Linked DNA regions of Mus musculus: all the other regions are linked to region 2. A link is a contact called in public Hi-C and promoter capture Hi-C data. All regions are on one chromosome and are shown on one strand. The core of a region is the stretch at or near the end of the contact, and the rest is flanking DNA. Distances in the headings are between cores, read along the strand shown. Region 1 has its middle 5.0 kb from the start of Gm43568. Region 2 holds the start of Bcar3 (breast cancer anti-estrogen resistance 3). Region 3 holds the start of Gclm (glutamate-cysteine ligase, modifier subunit).

Region 1 (4,432 bases), core at 260-2,759, 220 kb before region 2:
CCCTAATTAATTAATAGAAATTTAAACTGTGGATCTTACTATTAAATGTGTGGAAACAGGATTCATGTTTGGCTGACGACCATCCTTTCCTACCGTGAGGAGAGGGGAGTAGCCCATAGGGCGCCCAGACATATTTACATGCAAAATACTCATACACACAAATTAGTTAATTTTAAAAAGTAACATGGACAGTGATAGGGAACACACCTGATGTCAACCTCTGGACCCAACATCAGCATATATGTGTTCACATAGACTCATATGTGTATGCATGTGTATTCCTGACAGCCACTCAGCAGCTCACAACTCACAGCTAGCTATAACTCCAGTTCCAGGGGATCTGACACCCTCTTCTGGCCTTGACAGACACATACATGGTGAAGAAACAGACATGTAGGCAGAACATCTGTATACACAAATTAATATATATATGGTAGATATATACACTATATATAAATATACATATACATGCACATATATATAGCTTGTCTGATGTAGTAGGGCACACCTTAATCTAAGCATTCAGGAGGCTGAGATGGGAAAATTCTGAGTTCTGAGCCAGCCTGAAACATCTAACTAAACTCTCACTAAACCACAGACACATCTAAAGCAAACCCGAGCAGGTCAAACAACACCCCCAACGCCATCTTAAGAATTCTCTAGTTAGACTCTAGTTCAGGATTACTGAGGGAGAATTAGAGCACTACCTCCCAAAGAATACACGAAACACTTAGCAATGGCCTCTAGAGATTGCCCAGTTTAAAAACCGAAGAACCCCAGAATTGCTGTCAAAAGAAATTCACTGCATCTCTAGGGCATGGGCTCCTCGCAGTGTCCAAGTTGGCTTTGTGAATATAATCAAATGCACTGCATCGTGTGATCTGTGCCATTTCTTCCCTCTGGACGCATCAGGCAAACCAGAACACTAAGAAAAGGTAATAAACAGATTTCTCTTTAACAATCTATGTGCACAAATTTTTTTATTTATTTACAATCTGTATGCAAAAAAATTTTTTTATTAATTTATTTATTCTTAATTATATGTATGCGTGTCTGTGACTGTGTGGGTTTCTGCATGTGAGTACCTGTGGAGGTTAGAGAGACTGGAGAGAGAGGGAGGGAGTTACAGGTCGTTTGTGAGCTGCCTGGTGTGAGTATGAGAATCAAACTCAGGGCCTCTATAGGTGCAGTAAGTGCTTTTAACCATTGAGCCTCCTCTTCAGTCCACATAAACAGGTTCTTTGTTTTGTTTTGTTTCCTCGGATTGCATGTTTGCCTACAAAGAACCGCTTGGCTGCCAGTTTTGCTGAGATGGAAAAAGGTCCCAGTAAAGAGACACCCTTTCTGCAGTGAACTCCAGAACAATGATCCCGGTCGGGGCTGTTCAAGCCACGCTAGCTGGCTTTCCCGTCGAGGAATCTTAGAAAGCCAAATGGCATGTGCGAGTTAATAAGCAGCAGTGAGAGCAGGTGGCGTGTCACCTTGAAGCTGGGCAGATTCTTAGGTCGCCAGAACACGGGAAGTCTCCAGGAGTGGCAGGACATCCGGCTGTTGTTATTCTTGGCCCTGCCCAGTGCAAGCAGAGAAAAGGCAGCTCGCTTATTAGGGGTATAAATAAAGGCTCAATTACCTCTTGCCGTGCTCTGGTGGCCAAGAACATTAATTAAGAGTCTGCTGTTCTGAGCCTGCAATTGCAACTGAACCCCTTAGGAACTTCCGGTCTTGCCCACTGCTGACCACTGAGTGCTTTGACTGTTTTAAGTTCCAAACAGAGCATCCCTGCCCCAGCCTGAAAAGAGTCAGTTTACTTTTTGACTCTTTTCCTGGGAGACTCAAGGGATAGTGTGTATTGAGTGAAAGTTGTATGCATTTGTGTTTGTTTGTTTGTTTGTTTGGGTAAATGCCCCTGGGAACTGTGTGTACTCTTAACGTTTAAACACAACACACTAAAGAATTAGAAATGCTGACACCCTGGGCCCCTGGGGGAGGCCTGGATACTGCTAGGGTTCATTACTGTTGTTTTGTAGTTGCAAACTCTTTTAAGTAAACAAAACGTGAACCTTGTGAGAAAAATCAGCTAGCACAAAAGAGTAGCAGAGGGCAGGAAGATCGGCTCAATCTCTTCATCCCTCCGTCCCTGTTTTCTGTGCATCCCTTCCAAAAGCATTCTGTTATGTGGTCTTTAAGGGCCTATTTTTTTCTTTTTCCTTTCCTTTCCTTTCCTTTCCTTTCCTTTCCTTTCCTTTCCTTTCCTTTCCTTTCCTTTCCTTTCCTTTCCTTTCCCTTCCCTCCCCTCCCCTCCCCTCCCCTCCTTTTCCCTTCCCTTTTTCTTCCTCCCTTCCTTTCTTTCTTTCATTCTTTCTTGTTTGTTTGTTTGGTTGGTTGGTTTGGTTTGGGGTTTTTTTGGAGTTTTGAGACAGGGTCTTTCACTCTTGTAGTTCAGGCTAGGTTCGAACTCACTCTGCACGGGGGCTGTCTCTGACCTGAGAATAGTAAGGCTACTTCACTCTCTAGGTGCTGGACTACAGATATGCGTGGCCACACACCCAAGCTCCTCTTCCAGACAAAAGTGAAAGCGTCCTTACTCACTGTTCTGAACCTTGTCAGATTTTTTTTTTTTAATTCATTAAAGTTCTCCAAGAGATTTCTAAATCTTTATTAGGAATCAGTAATAAAGGCCTCCCCTCTGTTCCCCAGGAAAAGCACGACAGACACATCTATTAAAAATATTTTATAAGCCAGGCTTGTTGGTGCATGTCTGTAATTCTGGGACTTGGGAGGCAGGAGCAGGATAATCAGGAGTTTAAAATCGTCGTTCCCTATGGAGTGGGTGTGAGGCCGCCTGTGTTACAAGGAACCCTGTCTCAAACAACGAACAAAGGAGCGAGCGCCGTTTACAAACTACTTCAAGGATCCATTAACTGTCCAAAATCCCTGGTGTAGATAAATCTACTCCAAAGCCCTCAGCCCTGGGGTTTAATGCATAAAGTATTTGTTATTTCCAGATAAAAATCAGGATTCTTTATTAAATTTGAATTTCAGATAACAACTGATATTTTAGTCTAGTCCTAGGGCACATGCTAGTGTCGTGGGGAACCACAGGTTGTGTTTATGTTGGTGGTGTATAAGATTTCAGCTAGTAGACATCTTGGGATAAATGCACTTCGATGCAATAAGACATTTCTCAGGGTGTGTCTCCATCATTAGTTGGTACATAATTGTTTAAATCCATTCTGTGCAACACTTTCAATTTCTGAGCTTTGAATTCAAGTGGTAGTTCTGTGGCTTTTTAGCTGCTAAATTTGAGAGCCTTGCACAGGAATTTATTCCAACCAACATTCACTAGAATGCCTTGTATTAGAGACCACCTAGGTGACATAAAATAAATGAGAAGACCAACTCCCTCAGAAATATCTGAGATCTGAGTTACAGTGGTTTTGAAATGGGAATTAGAATCTCAGCTGAAGTGGCTGGGAACACAACCCAGTGGCAGAGTTCCCTGCTGTGTTCAAGGTCCTAAGCTGGTGCCCCAGCCAAAAACCCTAATTAAGTTTGGAAATTGTGGATGAGGAGTGATACCCCCCTGCCACTCCCCACCCCACCCCCACCCCCAAGAACATTCTCTTTTATCCCAACCAGGGCAGTTATATGGGACCACTTTTCACCGCTTGCTGCAGCCATGGTCTACCCTACCATGTTCGTTCTTCGACATCGCGGCCGATGATGAGCCCTCGGGCCGCATCTCCTTCGAGCTGTTTGCAGACAAAGTTCCAAAGACAGCAGAAAACTTCCATGCTCTGAGTCCTGGAGAGAAAGGATTTGGCTATAAGGCTTCCTCCTTTCACAGAATTATTCCAGGATTCGTGTGCCAGGGTGGTGACGTCACACACCACATGGCACTGGCGGCAGGTCCATCTACGGGGAGGAATTTGAGGATGAGAACTTCATCCTGAAGCATACAGGTCCTGGCATCTTGTCCATGGCAAATGCTGGACCAAACACAAACGGTTCCCAGATTTTTATCTGCACTGCCAAGACCGAATAGCTGGATGGCAAGCATGTGGTCTCTGGGAAGGTGAAAGAAGTCATGTTGAAGCAATGGAGTGCTCTGGGTCCAGGAATGGCAAGACCAGCAAGAAGATCACCATTTCCGACTGTGGACAACTCTAATTTCTTTTGACTTGTGGGCATTTTACCCATCAAACCATTCCTTCTGTAGCTCAGTAGAGCGTCCCTACCCCATCTGCTCGCAATGTCCTGTAATCTCTGCTCTCACTGAAGTTCTTGGGTTCCATGTTTTCCTCATTCCCCTTCAAGTCTAGCTGGATTGCAAAGTTAAGTTTATGATTATGAATAAAAACTAAATAAGAAGAAAAAGAGAAGAATTCATGCCAAGTCACAGGTAGAACAAACAAATAAAGTGTATTAGGAT
Region 2 (4,728 bases), core at 347-2,846:
TATCAATAGGAACTGAGATCTTTTGAACAGCACTTGTGAGTGAGTTGGTGTTTGGCGTGGTAAACTGTTTTCTTTATACTGGGGAGGCTTCCTGGCACACTCGCGGGTGGGCAAACGGCTTAGCCAGTGGGCCTCCCGAAGAGTGACGAAGCCCCCTTCAGGATCTCGCCTCCCCCCGGGGAAGCGGGGGGACCACACAGAATTAGATAATCAGCTTCCAAACTGACCTTCCCTGGGCCAACGTACTTGCCATAGAGAGGTCTGTGGAACCTTGGGAGATAAGAGTCAAGGTTTAAAAGACTCTCTGAACTCCGGGCTCTACTTTCCATCCCTAACTGCTGTAGGGAAAAACAAAACACAAAAACAAAAACTGAAAAAAAAAAAAAAAACTAGACTCGGGCTACTCCCCCTTTCACCTTGCCTCAAACAACCGTTAAACCTTAGTCCTGTGACGCGCTGCCCCACATCACCGGCTCGCTGCCTTTGCCACCTGCCCTTCAAAAAGAGTCTACACCTGATTAAAGTTTTTAAGTGGCCACAGGCTAAGCGAGTAAAGGAAGATGGGCTGCGACCCGTCCCTCCCTCCTTTTGCTTTCCCCTCTCCGACTCAGGGGGAAGCACACAACCAACTATTCATTCTTTCTCAACAAAGGGAAGGCGAGGGGAGGGAGATGTTGTCAACAGTTACTGGGCAGGCTCCTTCACTTTCTTTGCAAACTTCCCAAGAGATTAGTGGAGGAAAGCCTCGGGCTTCCAGCAGAGGCGTCTGGGCCAGCTCGTCTACCCAGCTTAGAGCGGCCTTGGGCAAAACCGAACTGGACTAGCAGGAGGGTTCGGAGGGGTCCAGAAACCAGCACCCGGGAAGATTCCGCCCCGGAGCCCAAGAGTAGATGGGGATGCTCGAGGCACATCACCACGCTCCACTCCCGAGAGTCCCGGGATCCGAGGACCCCCGAGGGCACAAGTCTCACCCTCCCTCCCCCGCCACACACACTTTGGTCACCCCCACTCCCACTCCCATGTCTAGTTTGCGGGGGCTCGGGGGTACAAACAGACGGGGGTTGCGCTCTTCCCCATGCCTAACTTTACTCTAAAGAACTTCTCAGTCCTGTTTCAGTCCGACCGAGGGAGCTCAGGAGGCTGAACAGGAACGCACGGGACACACTCACCTCCCCGCGCCGCGTTCGGAGTCCGGGATTGCGGTTCAGCGCCGGGCTGCTCTCACCTCACCGCAGCTGCTCTCGGAGCTCGGGCGGCTCATGGTCCGCGGGCGTCCGCCAAGAGGCTGGTGCGGCTGGCGGGTGTGCACGGCTGTCCCGCTCCGGCTGCTGCCTGGCCGGGCGGCTGCAGGCTCAGCTCTGAGCCGGCAGCGCGCTCTCTGGCCCTCAACTGGTGATTTGCGGCTTCGCGGCCCCACCCCGCCCAGCCGATTCGCCGGGCTGAGCCGAACCCCGGCGACTTTTACATTCGGTGACCTCGTCTGGCTCTCCTCCGCCCGGATTTGAGAGTTTTGACTCCCCCTTATCTTCCCCCGAGAAGCTAGACTTCAAGTGTAGCTCAACCTCTTCCTTACTGAACCTCACTCAACCGGACAGCCTCGCCTAATCCACTCCTCCCCCTTCCCGGCGTTATTTAATTACGCAGCAGATCCGCCCGCTCTGCAGACACCTGGCTGGCTTTCAATTTAAAAGGCTTTCATGGGACAAAGACCAAGGTAACCACAGCGAGCGAGCCGGGAACAGGCAAATCAATCACTCTCACACGTGCACGCAGAACTAGATGGCTTCGTGAACCTACATATGCTGTTTATCAAAACCTAGTTATAAAGTCATCTCTGCACTATCTGGTGGCTTGGTTTATGCCAAAGATTGCTGTGGTAACGGTGGGAGTACAGCACACAGTTCAATATATGATACCAGGTCATAGAATCATGATGCCCACCCCACCCCACACCCCAAATCAAATCCTGAGGACTTCAGATCTACATATAAAAGGTAAAACGGTAACACTAAAGAAATTATCAAACAGAAACCAAAAGCAAAACCAAACAACAAACAATAAAAAAAAAGGGCTGTAAAGATTCCTTAATTAAATACACGAAGCACTAACGCCAAAGGAAACCCGCTTGTTAACGTAATTGTCATTAAGAGCTCCTCTACGCAATTCATGCAGCCGATAAAGGAAATGTATAGAAACTATGTAAGGAACACCTTCGGATCAGATGGATAAGACAGAAGGCTCCACAGGGAACAGCCCAGGTATTTTTATTTACACAGTGTCCTGCTTTGCTTCTCTGTTGCTGAGATGAACGCTATGATCGAGAGCAGCTTCAGAAGTGTTTGTTTGTTACAAGGCATCATTGGGCGAAGCCAAGGCAGGAACTCAAGCAGAGGCAGTGAAGGGACAGAGCTCACTGGCTTGCTCTCCAAGGTTTCCTCAGCTTCTTTATGCAATCCGGGCCCACCTGCCCAGGGCTGGCACCACCCACAGTGGGTCGAGCCTTCCCACATCAAACGTTAATCAAGAAAATACCTCTCCCACATGCCCACATGCCCACAGGCCAATCCGATGGAGGTGATAGGTTCCCTCTTCCCAGGGGACTCTAGGTCAGTGGCTTTTTTTTTTTTTTTTTTTTTTGGTTTTTCAAGACAGGGTTTCTCTTGTAGCCCTGGCTGTCCTGGAGCTCACTTTGTAGACCAGGCTGTTCTTGAACTCAGAAATCCTCCTGCCTCTGCCTCCCGAGTGCTGGGATTAAAGGCATGTGCCACCATGCCCCCGGCAGGTAAGTGGGTTACAACCCCCTTGGGGGGTGGGGGTGAGGGGGCCTAAAGACTCTTTCACAGAGGTCACATATCAGATATCCTATATATACAGATATGATGTAAATACCAGGTATTTGCATCATGATTCATAACAGCAGCAACATTACAGTTATGAAGTAGCAACAAAAACAATTTTATGGCTGGGGGGAGGGGGTCACCACAGCCACTGTGTTAAAGCGGGAGAACCAGCCACTGTTCTAGAGTGTTCAGACTGACAAAATTAACCACCACAGACAGGCAACTGGATGGGCCAAGGAAAGCAAACAGGATATGTCTTTAAACGAATCAAAAGACTCTGCAGCTACAGAATGGCCAAAGTAAAAACATCCACAGACAGCTTTAACAACAAAGTATTAAAAAAACAAAAAGAAAAACAAAGACAAAAACAAAACAGTAAATTTGAGGAACTTTGTGTTTTTGAAAAAAAGAAAGAAAGACAGAAAGAAAAAGGAAAGTCTATCCGTTGATGCAGCACCATCGATGAACCATTATATTTGCATCTTGGGCATCCTGGGAAGAGCAGAGAAAGAGGCAGGGGAAGGAAATGTCCTGGATCTGAACTAAGAAAGGAACACCCTGACCCTTGGAGCCCAGAGAACTCCAACAGAATAAATACAACTACAAACTTTAAAAGCAGAGCCCTGACCTGTGCTCGGGTGCGTATTACCTTCACAATAACCCCGCTTAACCCTTCACCGATGTCACTGGTGAAAGGGCCACTGGTTTAGTTTTGCTTTGAAGTCGCCTTTAAAAGGTGACCTGGTTCCAGAACATTAAGTTTGTTCCAGTGGATTGTGAGTCCGAGCCGGCAGAAGACGTTATCGCACAATATTCAAAAGCTCTGGCCTTGTCTGTGGGTGCAAGCTCGTAAACAGCCACGTGTAACAGCAGAGTCACGACAGTAAACTCTCCCAAGACTGCACTACAGCAGTCACAATGCACTATCAGCTGACTGCAGGAACCCTGCTCAGCTCTGCTGAGCTCCAAGCTCCACTGGAGCAAAGACCTTTTATTTTGTTTACTGTTTTCTGACAAACAAACGGAGCTGACTGTAGGCTCACATGTCAACTGACTGGCCTCAAAGATGTGAATACCATTTCGTAAGACTTTACAGAGGCCTTTCATCTTTCTTTGTCAAGTTTTCTTTTCCCTTCAAACTATAAGAATGTTTTACTGATTAGAAGTTTCCCATTCATCTAGTGTGAATATGTGTGGATTATTATACAGTAACAGGAATTAGTAAGAGTGCAATTTAACGGAATGAAAGAGTAATATCAGTTTTGGTTAGTATTCACCTAAGCCACAATTAAAACTATGTGTCTCTTTCTGTCTCTCCCTGTCTCTGTGTCTCTCTGTCTCTGTCTTACACACCACTCACACACACACACACACAAACACACACAATTGTTCCTCACTACCCAAGTGAGGAAACACTCTAAGAAAACCCACAAACACCAAATCCATAGATGCTCAAGTCCCTTATAGAAAATGGTATGCTATTTACATATATCATCTGTGTGCTCCAAATCTTCTATAGCTTATATACCTAGTATAATGTAAATGTTATGTATATACCTAGGTTGTATTCCTAAGAGAATGACACATTCTCATTTATTTTATTAGCATATATTATATAAAATAATGAGCTTTATTATATTTTCATATGTGAATATAATAATCACATTCACCTCCCCCTTTAACCCTTTACTTTCCACTGGTCCCTCCTACTTCCCAACTACAGATTCTTTTTTCTAAAGACAGGGACTCATGTACTCCAGGCTGGCTTGGAGTTTACTATGTGAGATCCTGCCTCCCAGTCGGTGCTGGGGTTACTGGTGTGCACCACCGTGCCTGGTTTACACAAGATTGGGGATTGGATGCAGGGGTTTGTACGTGTCAGACAAGA
Region 3 (4,473 bases), core at 1,222-3,721, 170 kb after region 2:
GGTAGGAGGCAGTAGGCAGTACTGGGCCTGAGGGAACAGACACACAGGCTAGTCTAGCCAATCCCTGAGCTCTGGGTTCAGTGAGGCACCCTATCTAAAGGAAAATATCAGACATCAACCTCTGGCCTCTGAGCTCACACACAGAAGAGAAGTCTCTAAGAGCAGACAGAACACACCCCTCCCTGTATCAGAGACCCTCCTCCTGAGTGCTGGGATCAAAGGCCTGGCCACCATACCCAGCTTAAAAAGTCAATTGTTTACAAAGTGCAACAGGATAGAAAAAACATCTCCCACATAGTATGCAAGGGTTAGTAATATCCTTTCTATGCAGCCTGTTTCTAATATGTTGAAACACACACACAAGAGAAACAGAAGCGTGTGAACTGAATGAAAAAATGCAATATTTTCCGTCAAAAAACATTGACCGCTTCTCTGATGATGATGGTTGAAAAATGCACTGAAATTCTCAAAGAATAAGAACATTAAAAACAAACAAACGTTGCAAGCTACTGCAGTGTGTTGTGGAGAGATAAGGTGCAAAGGGTACACTGAACCCAGTGCCGGGAGGAGCTACGGCTCTAAGCCAAGATGCAGAGACACCTTTGAGAGAAACAGGCCAAGTGGGCAGTTCAAACAGCGGCCCAACTCAGCTGGAAGCTGAGCACAGGCTGGGCTAGGGAGCTGGTTCCCCAATCTGACCAGTGAAGGCTCTCAACTTACAACGAAGGAGTCCAGGCGCTCTTGTAGAGCCTGCCTCACTAAAAGAGCAGAAGCCCGTCTGTCTCTGACCACTGAGACCGACCTTACAATATGACCTAACTTAGGAAATGTAGCCTTTAACCAGGATTTGTTTACCTTTCTGATGATCCAGTTGATAACAAGCATGTTGTGTGCAGAGTATTTTCATACCCCATCTTTTCCTTACCACAACTACTTGATGAGAGAATATTACTCAAGGTTAAAGTTATAGCCGGGAAAACAGTCTCAAAGTCAAATAGCTCCTAGGTGTAACTGTTTCTTTTTTAAAATGTTTCCATTTATCTTATTTATTTTTTGAGCCAGGACCTCATCACATGGTAGCCCAGGCTGGCCTCGAATTCTACATTCTATTGCCTTAGCCCACTGAGGCTGCGTATTAGAAGAGCCCACCACCATACCCAGCTTATTACTCCCCACACATAATTGCACATCTGTCTTGTTTTGTTGTTTTAAGTAGTATACATGTTCCATATTATCAATACGCCTCTGCAATGAGTTGCACGGTCCATGGAGAACCACTGGCTCAGGAATGGGCCATTAACACAAATATAACACATTTTAATTCTAGATTAATCTGTCACTTCCAACTACACATTAGGTTTTTTGGGGGCGTGGGGGTTGGGGCTGACACTGGGTAGCCCTAGCTGTCCTGGAGTTCAATATACAAACCAGGCTGACCTCGAACTCAGAGATCCTACTGCTATTGCCTCCCTAGGGGCCGGGATTAAAGGCGTGTACCACCTGCCCCTCTTTAATGGTTTTGAAGCAAATACAATGTTAACATCCAGTAAGTTATTTGTCCCAAATCCAAATTCAGTACAATAGAGAAAGCAATGTCAACAATATCAAAGTTAAACCTATTGTTAGTCCATCTACCAAACACTAAACCTTTATCTTTCCTTTACCTTGGCTAAGGGAGAGGGACGGAAGATGAAGACGCGGGGCTGCAGTGGCTCTGTCCAGCCAGACAGGGGACCCGGTGGCCCTCAAGAGTTGTGCGATCAACTCCGACCGGCGGAGGCGCCCCTCGCCCCGCAGTGGCACCTGCCAAGCCGGGATAGTACCCAGCTCACTTCGGTACCTCCGAAGCGGGTCGAGCTCCGGAGAGCCCTGCTTGTCCCCACTTCGAGGAGACCCTCGGCCCCCACCGTGCTCACCTCCTCGCTGTGCGTGGACGGGCACTTTTTTCGCAGGCGGCCCCAGTTGAGCAGGTTCCCGGTCTGCAGGTGCAGGGTGCTGGCCCGCGCCAGGAGCGCCCCGGCCGCGCGGCTGTCGGTGCCCATGGCAGCTGCCGCCGGAGGGGACCGGGTAGCGCCGGAGCCGCGGAGAGATGGCGAGCGGGCGGGCAGGCGGGCGGGCGAGTGGGCAGACGGCTGCCTCGCAGGGCGCGGCGGTGCCCCAGGCCCCAGAGGAGAGCGCGAGGCTGCCGACTCCGCGCGGCCACAGCCCGGTGTGCGCTCGGGCCCGAGGAGGCCGGGCGGCGACGGAGAGGCGGTCCCGGAGGGAGGGAAGGAAGGGAGGGAGGCGCCGGCGCGGACGGTCGCTGCGGCTTCTGCGGCCGCCACCGCCGCCGCCGCTGAAACGAGGGAGCTGTTTCCTGGAAGACAATGACTAAGCAGAAACCTCACCCGAGAAAGTGCTTCGTAACCGTTACTCGTCCCGCGGCGGGCCAGGGGCGGGGCGCAGGCCCGCGGGTGACTGGCCCTCGGCCTGCGGCGGGCGTGGCGCCGGGCGGCCGGGAGCGGGCGGCGCCGCGGGGGAGAACAGCGCGCGGACGTGCGCCCCCTGCCGGCCAGAGCGCGGCGCGCGGCCTACGCCGCCAGCGCCTCGTGAGAGTTGACGGTGCGCCCGGGAGCGCCGCTCAGCCAATGGCCGCCCGCGCTGCGGCCCTGGACACGCCCTCTTCGAGAGGACCGCCGGAGGTCCATCCTCCCAGGCCTTGAGAGCGTGCCTGCTTCTGTGTCTAAGGAGCTGATGCGATGGCGCGAGTGTCTCATTGCCCGCGCCCCGCTCTGTTTTTTAAATTTATTTTTATTTTTTCCTTTTGCTTTGCTTTGCCCAAGAGTCTTTCCCCCAAACTGATCATTCTTCTTCCAGCGTGTTGATTTACCTATTTGCTGGTGCTGTATGAAACCAGAGAGTACAACTTTAATTTTCCCCTTTCAGAAGCCTAATCCTTCGAGAGAAAGGCCTCAGCCCATGAAACATTAAACAATAAAAATACCACGGGGCAGTTAGTTTCCAGGTCAGTTAAGCATAAGGAACAGATGGTAACAGAGAACGTTTTATGATTCACACTTTTACAAGTTGTTCGTGATTCTTCCCCATTCCCACTGGAGATGGCTGGGTATAATAGCAAACTGACCGTTTATTAAAGTTTTACCCAGGAAACAAACTTTTTAACAAACCAGTCAGGTATGTTAGAGCCAGGTGAGATTTTCATTATAAGGCGGCAAAATCTTTTCAAAAGAAACATGAATCTGAGTTGGTAAACTACTAAGAAATAGGAAAGGCTGGAAGATCGTTCCAGAAAAAGTGAGGCTGGTGTTGGGTACATCTTTGTGCACATCCAATGAGCAAGAATCCATGGAGAAGAGGTTTCCCAGGAGCAGCCCCTCACATGGCCTTACTTAAATATAAACAATTGATTCTTCTGATGAATTTTTTATGGTCATTGTTAGACTTTTGATTATATTCTCTTAAAAGTCCATGTAAATATTTGGTTAAAACTTAGTGGTCGCCGGGTGGTGGTGGCACACGCCTTTAATCCCAGCACTTGGGAGGCAGAGGCAGGTGAATCTGTGAATTCATGGCCAGCCTGGTCTACATAGAGAGTCCCAGGACAGCCAGAGCTAGGTAGAGAGACTCTGTCTCAAAACAAACATACAAAAATATTGTTTATTTGTGTGTATGTGTGTTTTCTTCCATGAGTTTATGGGCACCGTTCAGGGCCCCTGGAGGCCACAGGACATCAGATCTGCCGTTGGGTAGGTAGTTGTGATGAGTTACTAAGAGAAGGTATGGTGAGTCCTTAGTTCAGTACTTGGCTTATAATAAATGTTCAGTAAGTGAGAACTACTATTTATGGTGCTGGGGTCGAAGGCTTACACATGCGTTCTGACAGTGGGCATCCCTAGCCCTCAAAATTGTTGTTGTATTCTACTCTCTCCTGTTATAACCTGACTATCACAGGCTGGCACACTCAGGAGTGCACGGAGGACTTCACGTTGTTTCTGAGATGTACATTTGTAGACCCTTTGAGACCACACGTGGTAGCACGCGCCTACAATTCCTCCACTCGGCAGGCTGAGGCAGGATCCTCGGAGGGAGGATCAGGAACCCAGTGTTAGCCTGGGCTGTGGAATGCAAATACCTACTTTAAAACAACCAACGGACAGGTGGGCGGAGGAACCTAAGCGCTGTATTTTAAACTCTTTACTGGTTCATATTACAGGTGATTTAAATTCTTTAATGTGTCTGTGCATGATTTATATGCTTTCAGTGCCTTGCATATTTTACTTAATAATACTGTTGCTGTAACTCCATGGTTTCTTGGTGAAGAGAAAAGTAATCTACATTTCCTTTGGCTGCAGAAGAAAGGGATACAAGCCAGAAGAACTTGGCTGCAAAGTCATTGTGAGTCTGCTCTTTTGTCTCGGGGAGGGGGGGGGGGGAGGTGCCTTGCTTCCTCCTTGGGTACACTGTAAGCTTTGT

Evidence for each region. Promoter capture Hi-C pulls out the DNA fragments that hold promoters and counts their contacts. Hi-C and Micro-C count contacts between places; a contact is called where the count stands out from the background.
Region 1: a contact with region 2 is called in a Hi-C map of nephron progenitors, with 4 times the contacts expected there. The contact joins the enhancer-like site here to the promoter of Bcar3 in region 2. A contact is called at or near these places in 1 of 39 promoter capture datasets (embryonic stem cells), 1 of 15 datasets of contacts at CTCF or cohesin (the NIH/3T3 cell line), 10 of 484 Hi-C or Micro-C datasets (the C2C12 cell line, LSK cells, cerebral cortex and 4 more) and 7 of 115 datasets of contacts at active chromatin or transcription factors (the 230-238 cell line, astrocytes, embryonic stem cells and 3 more).
Region 3: a promoter capture Hi-C map of neutrophils shows a contact between it and region 2, with 2.7 times the contacts expected there. The contact joins the promoter of Gclm here to the promoter of Bcar3 in region 2. A contact is called at or near these places in 4 of 39 promoter capture datasets (3T3-L1-derived adipocytes, liver, neutrophils and 1 more), 5 of 484 Hi-C or Micro-C datasets (embryonic stem cells, liver and uterus), 2 of 115 datasets of contacts at active chromatin or transcription factors (bone marrow-derived macrophages and embryonic stem cells) and 3 of 9 other capture datasets (adipose tissue, liver and pancreatic islet).

The regions. Positions count from the first base shown.
Region 1 is chr3:122,632,523-122,636,954 of GRCm38.p6, reverse strand. It overlaps the pseudogene Gm5981. Among named protein-coding and RNA genes, the nearest start is that of Gm43568, 5.0 kb to the right of the region's middle. Within about 2 kb of position 1,509, at least 37 of the 459 cell types and tissues checked have an H3K27ac peak or open chromatin away from gene starts, as enhancers often do. A contact at or near this core is called in nephron progenitors, where this site is marked.
Region 2 is chr3:122,416,625-122,421,352 of GRCm38.p6, reverse strand. Bcar3 (breast cancer anti-estrogen resistance 3) reads right to left here and starts at 1,596. Exons shown (of 12, transcript NM_013867.3): 1 at 1,170-1,596.
Region 3 is chr3:122,243,555-122,248,027 of GRCm38.p6, reverse strand. Gclm (glutamate-cysteine ligase, modifier subunit) reads right to left here and starts at 2,471. Exons shown (of 7, transcript NM_008129.4): 1 at 1,917-2,471. The coding sequence starts at 2,042. Gm46822 (a long non-coding RNA gene) reads left to right here and starts at 3,656. Exons shown (of 6, transcript XR_001783970.1): 1 at 3,656-4,157; 2 at 4,262-4,395.